Regions from separate parts of the Sus scrofa genome. Here all the other regions are linked to region 3. Evidence: chromatin contacts called from public Hi-C data. All regions are on one chromosome and are shown on one strand. Each heading gives the region's core, a stretch centred on a gene start, on an enhancer-like site or on the middle of the called end of the contact. The rest is flanking DNA. Distances are from core to core; before and after follow the strand shown. Region 1 overlaps LOC110257721 (a long non-coding RNA gene). Region 2 has its middle 25 kb from the start of TMSB4X. Region 3 has its middle 99 kb from the start of EGFL6.

The links. A called contact is a pair of places that touch in the nucleus more often than the background predicts.
Region 1: a Hi-C map of subcutaneous adipose tissue shows a contact between it and region 3, with 2.5 times the contacts expected there. The contact joins two enhancer-like sites. A contact is called at or near these places in 8 of 47 Hi-C or Micro-C datasets (adipose tissue, embryonic fibroblasts, heart right ventricle and 5 more) and 1 of 2 datasets of contacts at active chromatin or transcription factors (skeletal muscle).
Region 2: a contact with region 3 is called in a Hi-C map of mesenteric adipose tissue, with 2.3 times the contacts expected there. The contact joins two enhancer-like sites. A contact is called at or near these places in 31 of 47 Hi-C or Micro-C datasets (adipose tissue, alveolar macrophages, blood and 17 more) and 2 of 2 datasets of contacts at active chromatin or transcription factors (alveolar macrophages and skeletal muscle).

Annotation. Positions count from the first base shown.
Region 1 is chrX:9,861,298-9,865,809 of Sscrofa11.1, reverse strand. The region is part of intron 2 of LOC110257721 (a long non-coding RNA gene); the gene reads right to left. Among named protein-coding and RNA genes, the nearest start is that of TMSB4X, 210 kb to the right of the region's middle. Within about 2 kb of position 2,274, at least 25 of the 83 cell types and tissues checked have an H3K27ac peak or open chromatin away from gene starts, as enhancers often do. A contact at or near this core is called in adipose tissue, omental adipose tissue, retroperitoneal adipose tissue and 2 more, where this site is marked.
Region 2 is chrX:9,623,676-9,628,558 of Sscrofa11.1, reverse strand. No RefSeq gene overlaps it. Among named protein-coding and RNA genes, the nearest start is that of TMSB4X, 25 kb to the left of the region's middle. Within about 2 kb of position 2,053, at least 27 of the 83 cell types and tissues checked have an H3K27ac peak or open chromatin away from gene starts, as enhancers often do. A contact at or near this core is called in adipose tissue, mesenteric adipose tissue, omental adipose tissue and 1 more, where this site is marked.
Region 3 is chrX:10,116,783-10,121,572 of Sscrofa11.1, reverse strand. No RefSeq gene overlaps it. Among named protein-coding and RNA genes, the nearest start is that of EGFL6, 99 kb to the left of the region's middle. Within about 2 kb of position 1,427, at least 36 of the 83 cell types and tissues checked have an H3K27ac peak or open chromatin away from gene starts, as enhancers often do. A contact at or near this core is called in adipose tissue, mesenteric adipose tissue, omental adipose tissue and 3 more, where this site is marked.

The DNA of each region.
Region 1 (4,512 bases), core at 1,025-3,524, 260 kb after region 3:
TTTTTTTTTTTATTTTCCTTTTTATGGCTGCACCTGCGGTATATGGAAATTACCAGGCCAGGGATCAAATCAGAGCTGCAGCTGCCAGACTATCCCAACAGCCATAGCAACACCCGATCTGAGTTGCATCTGTGACCTATAGCAGGGCTTGCAGCACTGCCGGATCTTTAGCCCACTGAGTGAGGCCAGGGATCGAACCTGCGTCCTCATGGATACTAGTCAGATTTTTAACCTGCTGGCACAGCAGGTTAAAGATCTAGCGTTGCTACATCAGGTTAAGGATCCAGCGTTGCCACTGCAGCAGCTTTGGTCACTGCTGTGGCAAGGGTTTGATCCCTGGCCTGGGAACTTGAATGCCATGGGCGTGGCCAAAAAAAAGTAAATCTGGTAACATAGCCTAATTATTATTATTTTTTAACATTTCTAGTAATAAGACACCTGGCCCCTCGAATCATTTATCTTGTCAAGATGAAGAAGGAAAAATCAGAAACATAATTTTGGTAAGAATCAAGGAGAGAAAGAACACTGTGTTTTGAAATTTTGATTCTTTCTTTTTTTTTTTTTTTTTTTTTTTTTGTCTTTTTGCCTTTTCTAAGGCCGCTCCCACGGCATATGGAGCTTCCCAGGCTAGGGGTCCAATCGGAACTGCAGCCACCAGCCCACGCCAGAGCCACAGCAACGCGGGATCTAAGCCGCATCTGAGACCTACACCCCAGCTCACGGCAACGCCGGATCCTTAACCCACTGAGCAAGGCCAGGGATCGAACCCGCAACCTCATGGTTCCTAGTTGGATTCATTAATGACTGTGCCACAACGGGACCTCTTTGAAATTTTAATTCTTATTCCAAACTATGCTTCGCCACCCCCCACCCTCCCACTGACTCCCTGCAGTGGGCCTGGCATCCATGCAGCTCTGCCATCGTGCCAGGGCAGGCTTTCGCTCCATGGCCTTGGCACCTGCTACTTCACCTTCCAAGAATGCTCTCCCCCCAACATCTGCTGAGATCCCTTCCTCCACTCTTTGCTCAAACATCTCTGCAAACATCACCTCCATGGATTGACCTCAATAAAATTGCGTGATCATCAGGACCCCTGTCCTTCTCTACCCTTTTCCCGTCTTTCCTTTTTTTTCCTGCATCGCTACTAGAATGTAAGTTTCACGAGGGCGGGGTTTAGGTCTATTTCATTTCCTGACTTGTACACAGTGCCTAGAATGGTGTCTAGTGTATATATCATGGTCTCAATAATTTCGTTAAGTGACTTAAGTGATTTTAATGCAGACCAAGCATTTTACCCATTGGGTTGTGAAAAAGAATTTACCCAAGGACTCTTTAGTAGTAATTTTTCCCCATTAAGGCCTACTCTTCGCACTGCAATTTGGGCAACAACTGGCCCGGGGGTAGGGGGTGCGGGGGAGGGAGATCAAGCGAACCCACAAGGGCACACACACTTGTGAAGTCTACACTGAATAAACAAATGTCTCCGATGACTGTTTCTTTTACCCTGATTTTAAAAAGCGAAGTAAAAACAGAGAGCCGTGTTGTGTAGTTTATGCTGGTTGGGTTTGGAGCAAAAGCCAAGGACGAAGGCATAAAAGAACACTTTTGCATAAAGATTAGCCCAGGTGGGAGTGTCACTCAGGCATGAAAAGTTGTCCTGTGGCCTATGATTCGGAGCTGTTGTCATCAGGTTTCATTTTTTTGCTTTAATTTTTTTTTAATGATTTTTATTTTTTCCATTAGTTGGTTTACAGACTTGGTTTCACGTTGCAAAGCAGACATGAAAAGAAATGGTATTTGGTCCCTTAAGTTGAGGGGAAATCAACTGAGATGGAGGTGGGCCGAACCTCAGCAGGCTTTCCACACACCTGCAGCAGGAAGACTGTGTGAGAGATCACACCACGTTCCCTCTAGTCCTCTTTCTAAACTTTTTATTTATTTTTTGGCTGCGCCCATGGCACGTGGAAGTTTCTGGGCCAGGGATCAAACCCCATGCCACAGCAGTGACCAGAGCCACAGCACTGACAATGCTGGGTCCTTAACCTGCTGTGCCACCAGGGAACTCTGTCTTTATGAACTTTGCATGAACTAATGTCCATTGTCCTTTACCCACAAGCAAATGGACTGGCCACCACCCTGACCCGCTGAGACGTGCTATTACTTTAGACTTGTGTATTTGTAACTCTTGTCTAATTTTATTCCCCCTGCTCTGAAAAACAGAACAGCTGCTAGTTCCAGCTTCCTGGCTGTTCTCGCAGCCTCCCCTTCCTTCCTGTCCTTCTACCGCAGGCCTATGTCATTTCTCTTAAAGCAAGTTTTCAAAACATCAGGATAGATAAAGATCTGAGGACCATAATTTTTGTATACTTCTTAAGAACTTTTTTTTTTTTGGTCTTGGCTCCTGTATCCCTAACAATGAAACTGTGCCAAGAATTTATTTCGATAGGAAAGCCAAGACATGTCCCCGTGCAACTAAGAGCAGATAAACAGCTTTCAGTTTAATCCTAAGAAGAATGAGCAAATGGACAGCGATGTTTGGTTTAGTGTTTCACTAACGTAATCCCTTTCTCATGCAGGGATACTGTCCTGGGACTTATTTGTGTGTGAGTGTGACTGTGACTCTGTGTGTGTGTGTGTGTGTGTGTGTGTGTGTGTGTGTGTGTGTGTATTTATTCTCCTGGAACATGCGGCTTTTGGTTCTGGTGGTATTTAAGGTCTTTTAGAAAATCCACGTGAATGACCAAATTAAAGAAATCCCACCTCAGAGTTCCCGCCGTGGTGCAGGGGTTAATGAATCCAACTAGGAACCGTGAGGTTGCGGGTTCCATCCCTGGCCTCTCTCAGTGGGTTAAGGATCCGGCGTTGCTGTGGCTGTGGTGTAGGTCACAGATGTGGCTCGGATCCTGCTGTGGTGTTGGCCGGTGGCTACAGCTCTGATTGGACCCCTAGCCTGGCAACTTCCATATGCCACATGTCTTTGGTGCCAAAAGACCAAAAAAAAAAAAAAAAAGATTCTAGATGTGAGACTCCTTTAACTGATCCAAAGCAAACTGAAGCTGCCCTCGGGACAATTACGGTAGCTAATTCAGTTTCGGGATGGAATTAGACTGACAACTTCAGATAGCTGCAAGATGGGTCTGATCCCCCCTCTGAATGTTGAAATGAGCCTGAAGGGAGGATGAGTGAAAGTGAATGATTCAAAGAAATACCAAGAATTCACCAGCAAAACGGACTTTGGGAACCGAGAGCCATAAATTACTGATGAATTACTGGAAAGTCTAGAAAGTTTACGGTGACAACCAAGGAAATAACATTTCTTAACTCGGGGCATACATCTCTCCCCAGGATCCTGGTATGTGGCACAGCTCTGATGGCTGAAAGGGGGTGGTTTGGGCAGTAACAGATTCACAGGGAGGAGAAACTGTCCACACAAATTCTGAAAGGAAGAACTACACTGGGCCATCAGTAAAGGCCAGAGATAGACCCAGGAATCCTGAAAACTACGAAGAATAGGATACACTGAATAAGGACCATCAAGCAGATGAAGAAGTAGCCTTCTCAAGTTAGCCGAACTCCTGTTGGCCTCTCATTAAGAAACAGCAAATCTGTAAGGATAACCTGACCCCCTTGCTGTACAGTGGGAAAAAAAAAAAAAAAAAAAAGAAACAGCAAATCTTAGTTATTAGCTTTTTTCAGAAGATGAACATTTTTTCCCATTGAACTCTTTCATGTTATCCAAAAGTCCCCAGGAAAGAAAAATGATAGACATTCATGGGCTTCATATGAAAGATCTCAGAAAGTCCAGTAAACATATTTTCAACTCTCAGAGCTTCTGGTAAATTTCAGTTTTTATCTCAGACCTACAGGGCTATAACTTTTATGGAGAGTAAAAGTTACAGGAGTTGCCCAATAACTGGCAATTTTTAAGAGCCTTCATTGACTTGGTTTCTTTTATTACCAGGAAATTTAGTTTGAATTTCCTGGGAGGCTGCGCATAGGATGGTGTTCGAACAGAAACAGGGAATTCCCTGTTGTGGCACAGCGAAAAAGATTCTCACTAGGAACCATGAGGTTGCAGGTTCAATCCCTGGCCTCGCTCAGTGGGCTGAGGATCCGGCGTTGCCGTGAGCTGTGGTGTAGGTCACAGACATGGCTTGAATTTCGCACTGCTGTGGCCGTGGTGTAGACTGGCAGCTGTAGCTCCGTTTCAACCCCTAGCCTGGGAACCTCCATATGCTGCAGGTACAGCCCTAAAAAGACAAAAAAAAAAAAAAAAAAAACCCAAACAGGAGAGAAAAGCTCTAGGGATGTCCCCAGATCTGCAAAGGGACAAGCCCACCAGTGGCAGAAATCATTAACAAAAAGAGTCCTTAATGGAGTTCCCTGGTGGCTCTGCAGGTTAAGGATCCGGCGTAGTCACTGCAGTGGCCCAGGTTGCTGCTGTGGGCATAGCCAAAAATAAAAAAGAAAGAAGAATCCCGTTGATCCATATGGCTGGCACAGTACAAGGCC
Region 2 (4,883 bases), core at 804-3,303, 490 kb after region 3:
ACCGCACCCATTTTACAGATTACTTATTGTGTGGCCTTGAGCAGTTTGTTCTGGACCCTCTGAGCCTGAGGCCTCCCATCTATTAAACAGAGAAATAACGCTCGCCCTGCCCATCTGGCGATGTTGCCCTGAGAATTAAATGAGATAGTGTAAGTGAAAGTGCTTTAAAAATGGTAAAACCGTATGTCAGCATGTATGCTCCTTTGGGGGCAAGGGATGACAAGGATAAAATCTCTTGTGAGATTCTGCCACATTTCTTCCCAATTCCACATGCAGTGATGTCACACTGGTGTCTTGAAATCAACCATGGTGGGAGCATTTATACCATGGAAATGGGCAAACACTACATATCAGGGTGCTGCCCGCCCCTCTCCCTGCCCCCAACCAGCTGTTAAGCATTCCCAGCACATCACAGCTTTATCCCATTATTTGACATACCAGCTGACATGGTTATTGTTTCTTCGGAGTACAGATGAGCAGGGGGAAGCTCCAAGCCAGTGAGAAACCTGCATCAGTGCACGTTGGCTGGTAAGAGGGGGCCGGTGCCAGCTTGTCATACACTCCAAAGCTCTAGTCCCTCCACCACACCCCCACAACCACACTATACACCCCCCTAACTCATCCTGTTAGGATGGTTAGTCTAACTGTCCCAGAGGCTTCATGGGGCAGATGGCCATTTTTTGGGCCATGAGAATGAGGTTTCCTGGGACTCACCCAGGTCACTGCCTCCATTGGTGGCCCCTGTGTATTAACCTTCAAGCCGACTTGACCTCAATTGTGCCTGGAGCCTTCTACTCCAGGGTTTAGGCAACATATGGAAACAGTGACCTCATCATCCAATGCAAAGGTTCAAAGGGATTTGATGCAAACAAATTGCCAGGTCACTCAAAAGTCAAAGTGCCCCATGGCTTCCTTTTAGACAACCTGGAGGTATGTGAAGGTCAGCAAGTACAAGCACTCCATTCAGAGATGGAGAAAGTAAACAGCAGGCTGGCATCCTATGGGAGCAGTTAATGGAGGCGATTCGAGAGAGAAAAAAAATGGACTCTGCTCCATTTTGATCAGGTTTCCATTCCTCTGACCCTATGCTAACGGGGGGTTTTATTTTATTTTTTGGCTGCCGCGCGGCATGCAGAAGTTCCCGGACCAGGGATCAAACCCGTGGCACAGCAGTGACACCACCAGATCCTTCACCACTAGGCCACCAGGGAACTCCAGGGGTTATGTTTCAAACTGGTGCTCAAGGCAGAAGGCATCTAGACTAGTTGGTGGGCGTGGGAATTCACAGAGGAACAAAGGCTCACAACTAACAATGGTTCTCAGTCTTGGCTGAACGGTGGAATCACCTGGGGAGCTTTCAAAACTCCAGCACCCACGTTGTGTCCAGATCAGTTCATCAGACCCTCTTGGGTGGGACCCTGGCCTTGCATTTGCCCACAGAAACTCCCAGCTGATCTAGGTTTGACCGGCTGCTGCCGAGCTTATTTTCCGCACTCCCGCTTTCCTGGGGGTTTCTATTGTGTGTCAAAAGTCTGTTTGGGAAAAGCTTAGTATCCAGTTACAGCTAAAGGCCCTGGCTGGGCAGAAGGTGAAAGGCCTTAGAGCATTTTCTAGAAGATGTTTCAGGGAATAAAAAAAGCCCCACACCCAGCAAACCAGTTTTCCCAGCCTTGTATGACATCACCAGGAGCCAATAAAAAACTTTCACTTGAGTTTACTGGTTCATGTCTACATGGATTAAACCTAGAAACTGCTGGACAAACTGTGTACGCTTAGGTCACCCCCCCCCCCCCCCGCCGCCCCAAACTGCTCTTTGTATGAGATCGAGCCCATTCTCTGATTTGCACTAGATCCAGCCTTTTATCGACTCGCTTTTTTTCCACGCACTTGCTCTGAGGCTATGGTAGTAGTACTGGTTGGAGGAGGGTTTGTGTCCACAGGCAGGTGAGAAGCCAGCTCTCAGAATAAACAAAGATTCCACACCCTAGCGCCTAGCGAAGCGGAAAGCCAACGCTTTTGGTAGACTGTGGCTGCCCCCTGCCGGCAGTGATTGGCATTGACTCGTGGGGAAGCGTTGCAAGCCCCCCGCAGTCCCCGCTGGACCCACCTCATGCTGTGGCTCCAGACTCAGCAGCCAGGCTGCCGGCGGCGGAAAGAACTTTCCAGGAACCTATCCGATGGGGTAACGCGAAAAGGAAGACACACGCATCTAGGAGTTTACATTGTCTTTGGACCATGTTCACCTGCATCTTAAATGAGCCTTCCTTTGCAATGTTTCATGTTCTGTGACCAGAAAATCATGATGGCGTGTTCAGATTAGTGCCTAACTTGCAACTTCCGGCCACTGGAAGCTGAGCAGCTATGCAGAGCCATCCAGATGAGGTGGAGGAGCAGGGAGACCCGAAGAAGCCAAACTGTTCAGAAGGCGTTTGCTCAAACTACATCCCCTCAGCATTGCCCAAATGGACATCATTAGAAACATATTCATTTGGGCTTAAGATACTGCCGTCCGTAAACGAACCATGGAAATCTCTGGAAAGGCTAATATGTGCATCACTTATATAATGAATGTATTTATCAGATCACTTTCCAGAATTTCATTCCCCATGTATTCAACAGTTGCCCTAACATCCACTGGGCTTGGCACTTGGGGCGAAGGCGGGGGCGGGGGGGGGGGGATACAGGCGTGAGGAAATTGCGGTTCCTTGACTGCGGTTCAAGGAACTTTTGGTCTTGTTGGGGAGGGATCTGAAGCGACTAATTGTGACCGAGACAACACAAAGAAGTGCCAGGATAGGGGAGCAAAGTGCTGTCAAACATGGAAACCGAAATTGTTCATTTTGAGTGCGGTACTTGGGTGATGCTTGGACCAGTGGGTCTCCAAGCATGGTCTCCACCCAGAAGCATCAGCATCACCCGGGAGCTTGTTAGAGATGCAAATTCTCAGGCCTGCCCCGGGCTGTTTTAACAAGCCCTCCAGGTGATGCCTGCCCAAGCTGAAGACCCACTGCTTCAAAGACAAGATGATGTGGGCTGGAAAGAGGACCCAAGGGACACATGGGACTTTCATAATTAAGATGGGCGGGCATTTCTCATCCTCATCCCTTATATCCGTATGGTGATTTACACCCTAGTATGTGATCTGACCTTTACAACAGGACATGAGACAGAGAAGGAAGCGAAACAAGTTTAGATTTCAAAGCAAATAAGAACTGGGTACAAATTCTCACTCTGACACCAAGCTGTGTCAGCTGGAGCAAGACCTTTAACCTGCTTTCTTACCAGTAAATGGTTACAGTTCTGTTCTCTGTGGGGATTTTTGGTAAGGATTAAATACAGAGCTGCTGTTCACTAAATGGCTATTATTTCTATACATTATTTTTATAAACCCCTGTTGGGAGTGAGAAAACCCAAGCTTGATTGTAGTTGTGAGGCTGCCCCTTGGGTACCTGACTCAGTCCTGGGGTGGTTTCCCTCCCAGACAGTTTTCACTACAGAGGAGGCCTCTACAAGGCCTTCTCTCTAGTTACAGATTTGTCGGCATTTCTGGGTTTACCGCATGGGGAACTCTAGAGGGCGCCAATGGTTCATGAAAATGGCAGTCACTGACGCAGAGCTGGAAGCTGAGTGAATACCGAGAAGTAGCGAGAAGGTGGAGTCGCACATAAAGTGAACATATTGCTTTCTCCCCCAAACTAGCCACTTTTAGGCCATGTGCATCATTTCTACGATAAACATTAGATGACTATCTGGAATTTTCCAAATTTTATTCCGTATTTATTAAACAGCTGCTCTAAGATGCTCTAGGGAGGAGACACGTGTGGGTAACATTGTGGAATAAACCCCCTCCTGTTTTTTCCCAAGTTTAAGGACTAAAGTAAGCAACTTTTTATAATCTATACCCAATGGATGGAGATTTGAACTCTAAGAATTTAGTAAGTTTTTTTTCTCTACAGGTGGAGCATATAAACTGGCATCCAGTGGGTAGAGACCAGGGATGCTGCTAAACATGCTACAGTGCACAGGACAGCCTCCTCCAACGGAATAGTCTACAGTCCAAAATGCCAGCAGTGCCAAGGTTGAGAGATCCTGCGCTAAAGATTCTCACCATCACCCCAAAGTCAACACATCAAAGATGAAGACTTGCATTCCCCAAGTTTACCAGATCTTTTTAAAATTTTTATTTTTAGGGCCCCTTTTGTGGCATATGCAAGTTCCCAGGCTAGGGGTTGAATCTGAGCCATATATGTGGCCTACACCACAGCTCGTGGCAATGCTGGATCCTTTGCCCACTGACCGAGGCCAGGGATTGAACCGACATCCTCATGGATATTAGTCAGATTCTTAACCCGCTGAGCCACAATAGGAACTCCTACCAGATTTTACAAATGTTGCTTCATTGTCTTCCCAACTCTGTCAGGCTAAAGCCTTTCACATTCCCTGGAAACCTTCCTGTGCTTTGCTCCATAAATCTATTTGGTCTCCAAGGTGTGTGGATTTTTGCCTATTTTGAATTCACGGCTTGCCATTCTCCCCAGGCAAGTATTACTATCCAGTATCCTTTGTCCAGGATCGTCTCTGCTGGCTTTGTTCTCCTGGGGTTCAGGAATCCTGCACTTACCTCTTCTAGTCTCTGTGTCCAGCACTGTGCCCAATGGGTGGCCTATTTAGCAAGAAATATCTAGGAGTCTTTAGGGAGAAAGATTTCTGGCTCAATACAAACACAAATTTCTAACAAACAAAAAAAGTATACATAGAATTTAAAGGCATTTTTTAATGTGTATGTTATTATGGCAAATTAAATGTGCTTCATAAAGGAAGGATCAATATGTGGACATAAATTTTAAACTTTCTTTTGGAAGCTCTGCTCAATCATCATTGTA
Region 3 (4,790 bases), core at 178-2,677:
CTTGGGAAATGGAAAATGAGACTATTTTCTTCTGATGTTTTCGAGGGCCCATGTCTCTAGGGAATGGAGGGTGACCCTGTATTTCATCACAGCGTTTAATTTTAGAAACAGAGAATAAGGATTGAACTTGCATGATAGAAAAACAGCCCCCTGCCTCAGTCCCTAGCTGGATCAATAGTTCTCTCTACTCCTCTTTGGGTCACCTGCTCCCTGAGGCAGAGACCTTATCTGCTTTGCTTATCACTGTATCCCCACACCTAACATGATGCCTAGCACACTACAGGCAATAAATATGCACTTGCTGAATAAATGAATGATGGAATGAATAGATGCCCAAGCTGATGACCAGAGTTTGGCTAAAGATACACTCTTCAAGGAATTAGTCTTTCAGTTATAAGACTTTATCCTTACTCCCATTAGGTTTAAGACACAAGTTTTTTTTTTTTTTTCTTTTTTGCTATTTCTTGGGCCGCTCCTGCAGCATATGGAGGTTCCCAGGCTAGGGGTCGAATCGGAGCTGTAGCTACTGGCCTATGCCAGAGCCACAGCAACACGGGATCCGAGCCGCATCTGCAACCTACACCACAGGTCACGGCAACGCCGGATTGTTAACCCACTGAGCAAGGCCAGGGACCGAACCCGCAACCTCATGGTTCCTAGTTGGATTCGTTAACCACTGCGCCACGACGGGAACTCCAAGACACAAGGTTTTATAGGCAAAACAAAAATCAGCTTTTACCCAGCTTTTAACAAACCACCACTTCTGGTCCTATTTATGGTGTGTTCTCTGTAGCTGCATGGAAATGGGGTGGTTTCACTTTTCAGTGCATGGGGACATGCTTTGAAGGTGGGTCTTATGATTCATTCAAACAAAAATGAGAGCAAGTTCGGTCTTCAAATCATGTTCTATTCCTCATCCTCACAAAGAGTTTGTGTTTAATGCTGGATCCTAAAACAAAAGTTTGCTCAGGGGTCAACTGCTCTTCCAATTCAAGTCAGTTTCCTTCCACAAGTGGGCAGATTGTCAGACCCCCAGAGGGAGGCTGGATCCCTGCAGAAGTGGCTTTGAGGACACTTATTCTTCTGGAAAGTACACCCTGTCTGTTTCTGGTTTGGCTTTTCAGTTTCCTGGAGTCATTCTTTTGAACAGAGGGAACAAAGCCTAGCTAAACACGACAGCGCAATCAAACCCCAGCGTTGAATCCCCATTTCGAATGGCTTCAATGCACTGAACGCCCCAAGCTCTCGGAACTTTCCTTCGGTTCACTGGAGAGGGTGGGTCTGTGAGTCCCAGGAGACTCCCCCATTCTGTTGTTAAACAGCTGTTTCCAGAGGCCTGTTATCCACACACCCACACAAGACTGGAAATAGCAGCACGTTCCTCCCTGTACAGTCTGTGCTTTCAAAGGCACAGTGTGCTCAGTCCTGCCTTTCTGTCTCTTTCATTTTCCTTTTCGGTAAACAAGGCATCAGGCTATTCCGCTTAGTTGGGTACAAGTTATTTTCCAAACACTTCGGCCATGGTAAGCGAGAGAAAACAGAAATGCAACAGATATAAATCAGGGAAACAACCAACTTGTGATGCTTGCTTTTTTTAGAGAAGTGTTGGCTCTTGTGGCCTAAAGGAGATGGTGGTGATAACTGTGTCTGTACTGGAGACCCCAGGGCTTATTTATGAAGATTTATGGAAGAATGGCTTCCTGCTGCAAAGGCAGGGTCTGCCTCTGACATTTGCCCTTCAAGCCTTTTTCTGCTGCCAATCCTAATTTTTAGTTTTTAAAAAAATTCAGATGAAATTCATGTAATGTGAAACCAACCACTCTAAAGGGAACAGCTCAGTGGCCTTCGGTCCCTCTGCCATGTTGTGTAACCACCACCTTGGTCTAGTTCCAGAATATTTTCATCATCCCCAAAGAAGCCCCTGTAGCCATAAAACCGTCATTCTCTATTTCTTCCTCTCCCCTCAGCCCTGAGCAACCAACATGCTACTTTCTTCCTTTATGGATTTATTATTCTGGATATTGCATATAAATAGAATCACATACTGTACAGTCTTTTGTGTCTGCCTTCTTCCACTTAGCATCATGTTTTCAAGGTTCATCCATTATGTGACTCATATGAGCATTTCATATCTTTTTATGGCTTCCTAATATTCATCATATGTATACACAACATTTTGTTTCTCCGTTCACCTGCTGATGGATATCTGGGCTGTTTCTATCTTTTGGATATTGTTACTAGTGCTGCTGTAAACAATGGTGCACAAGTGTTTGTTTAGGTCTCTGTTTCCGTCTTCCTGAGTATAGATCTAGGAGTGGAACCATTGGGTCTTATGGCAATTCTCTAACTTCGAGAGGACCTGCCAAATTGTTTTCCACACTGGCTGTACCATTTTACATTCCTACCAGTAATGCACAATGGTTTCAATTTCTCCTTATCCTTACTACCCTCTATCTTCCACTCTTTTGATTATAGCCATCCTTGTATGTTTAAAGTGCTATCTCAATATGGTTTTGAAGTGCATTTCCCTAATGAATATTGATGTCAAGCATCTTTCCAGGTACTTGTTGGCTATTTGTATATCTTCTTAGGAAAAATGTCTATCCACGTTCTTTGCTCATTTTAAAAAACTGGGGTTTTTTTTTGGTTGTTGCATTTTAAGAGCTCTTTATATATTCTGGACATCAGCCCCTTATCAGATATGTGATGTGCAAATATTTTATTTTTCTATAGGTCGTCTTTTCATTTTCTTGATAATGTCCTTTGATGAACAAAAGATTTAAATTCTGATGAAGTTCAATTTCACTGATTTGTTTCTTACACAAAGACATGGAGATATGGAGGGAGGGGGACTAGTTATTACTGGATCTAGCTGACTGGGTGTCTTAATTTGATCCTTGGAATATTTTTGGAATATACTTGTCCTGGCTGCAAAAACACATCCACAGATTTCATTTGAAGATGAGTTGTACTTAAACCCATCATGGTTTTATGTTTTACTTGTTTATACATTGTCTCAGGCTAGAAAAATCTATTGTAAATCTAGAGCTTTTTGGCTGGACTATGTCATTTACCACTGGGGCTTAGAACACACGGAGTTTCAGAAAGCATGGAGTTGACACCAACAAGTACTATGTCTCCAACTCAGACCTCCCTTCTGGACTCTGATCTCCAGTGGCCTACTTGACATTGCCCCATGGGTATCTAATAGGCACTCCAAATTTAGAACACGCCAGATCAAACCCGTGTTTTCTACCCCACCTTTCACATGTTTAGCCCCCTCAGGTTTCTACGTGTCAGCAAACGGAAGCTTCATTCTTCCAGCAGTTCACACGAAAAGCATGGGATTTATCTTTGACTCATTCTCGCTCATCCTATATCCAGATCACGAGCAAATTCTGCTCACTTGACCTTGAAAATACGGCTCTATCTTGAGTTGATCACTTCCCCTTAAACAAACAGCTAAGTCACATCTTATTAGCCTAGACTCTTGTCTCCTCACTGGTCTCCCTACTTCTTCTTCTGCTCCTCAGTGCAGTGTTTGCAGAGCCAGAGAACTCCTTCCATAAAGAACCCAGGTCAGCTTGTGTCATTCTAGCCCCCAGACCTTCCTGAGCCCTCCACTGGCTGTGTATTGCTGTCCCTTCTGCCAGAAACACTGTCCCTTCATAAAGCCATAGAGCTCACCCCTCACTGCCTTCAGGGCTCTGCTCAAAGTTCCCTGTATCTGAGAGTCCGCTTGACATCCCTGTATAAGAGAGCAACTCCTCCCCATGATGCCTATGGGAACCTCCCCCTCCCCGCTCCCCGGGCCTGCCCAGCACAACCTGCCCTCCTTACCCTGCTGTCGTTTCCTCATCTCACTTCACAAACAGCTATTTCTACATAACACGTAATAGATATTTACTGTTGGCCATTATTTGTTTTCTCTAGCACATGCGCGCGCACACACACACACACACACTGAGTGAATGGCTGAGTAAAGAAATGTGTTGCACTCCATGCACCTTGTGTGACTTTCCTGCATCAATATAAAGACTAAAGGGGCTGGAGGTATGGTTGTTTCTGCTTCATTATGGACCTTTGAGGTCAGCACTGCAGCACTCTGTTCTCTCCGAATTACCAAGCCTATTAATTTTTAAGCAGGAGTGTCTCCATTCATGGGAGGTGCCCCATTGTGGCTCCTAATCCGCTCACTAGGGATTCCCAAGCACACAGGCATACAATGGACCACACCACTCTGAAGACCCCATTATGGATTTCCACGTGGAGTCCTAGAGGATTTAAGCAAAAGCTTTAGTGCTTATGGGGAGCGCCCCAGCCTTGTGATCTCTCAGGCCCCTGAGTCAGCTTGGCAATTAATGATCCCGATTTGCAAGATTCCAGGAACCGGGATCAAATGTCAGAGAGCAGCAACTCCTTCTGCTTCCTCTTTTTGTAACACAAAGGAGACTCAGCTGAGTGCTTTCAGGTGTTGCTGCTTTTCTCTGCCCCTTTTCAGTGGAGGAGAAAAGAGGGTGGCAGTCATGTTTGGGGTGATTCACATGTTCTGGGTGGAATGTGAGAAGAAAGCCAGCTGGCAGCGCTGGAAAGAACTGGGTATATGATACCCATTTAACAGATTAAGAAACTAAGACCTGCAACCCAAGCAGCTTGCTTGGGGTCCCAAACATAAATACTGGTATAACTGGCAGGAGAGCTGAGGTCTGGAAGTGACCGTTTCAAGTCTTGACATTATATCTGGGGAAACTGAGGCCAGACTGGTTGCAGCTACCTGCCAATGACCCCAC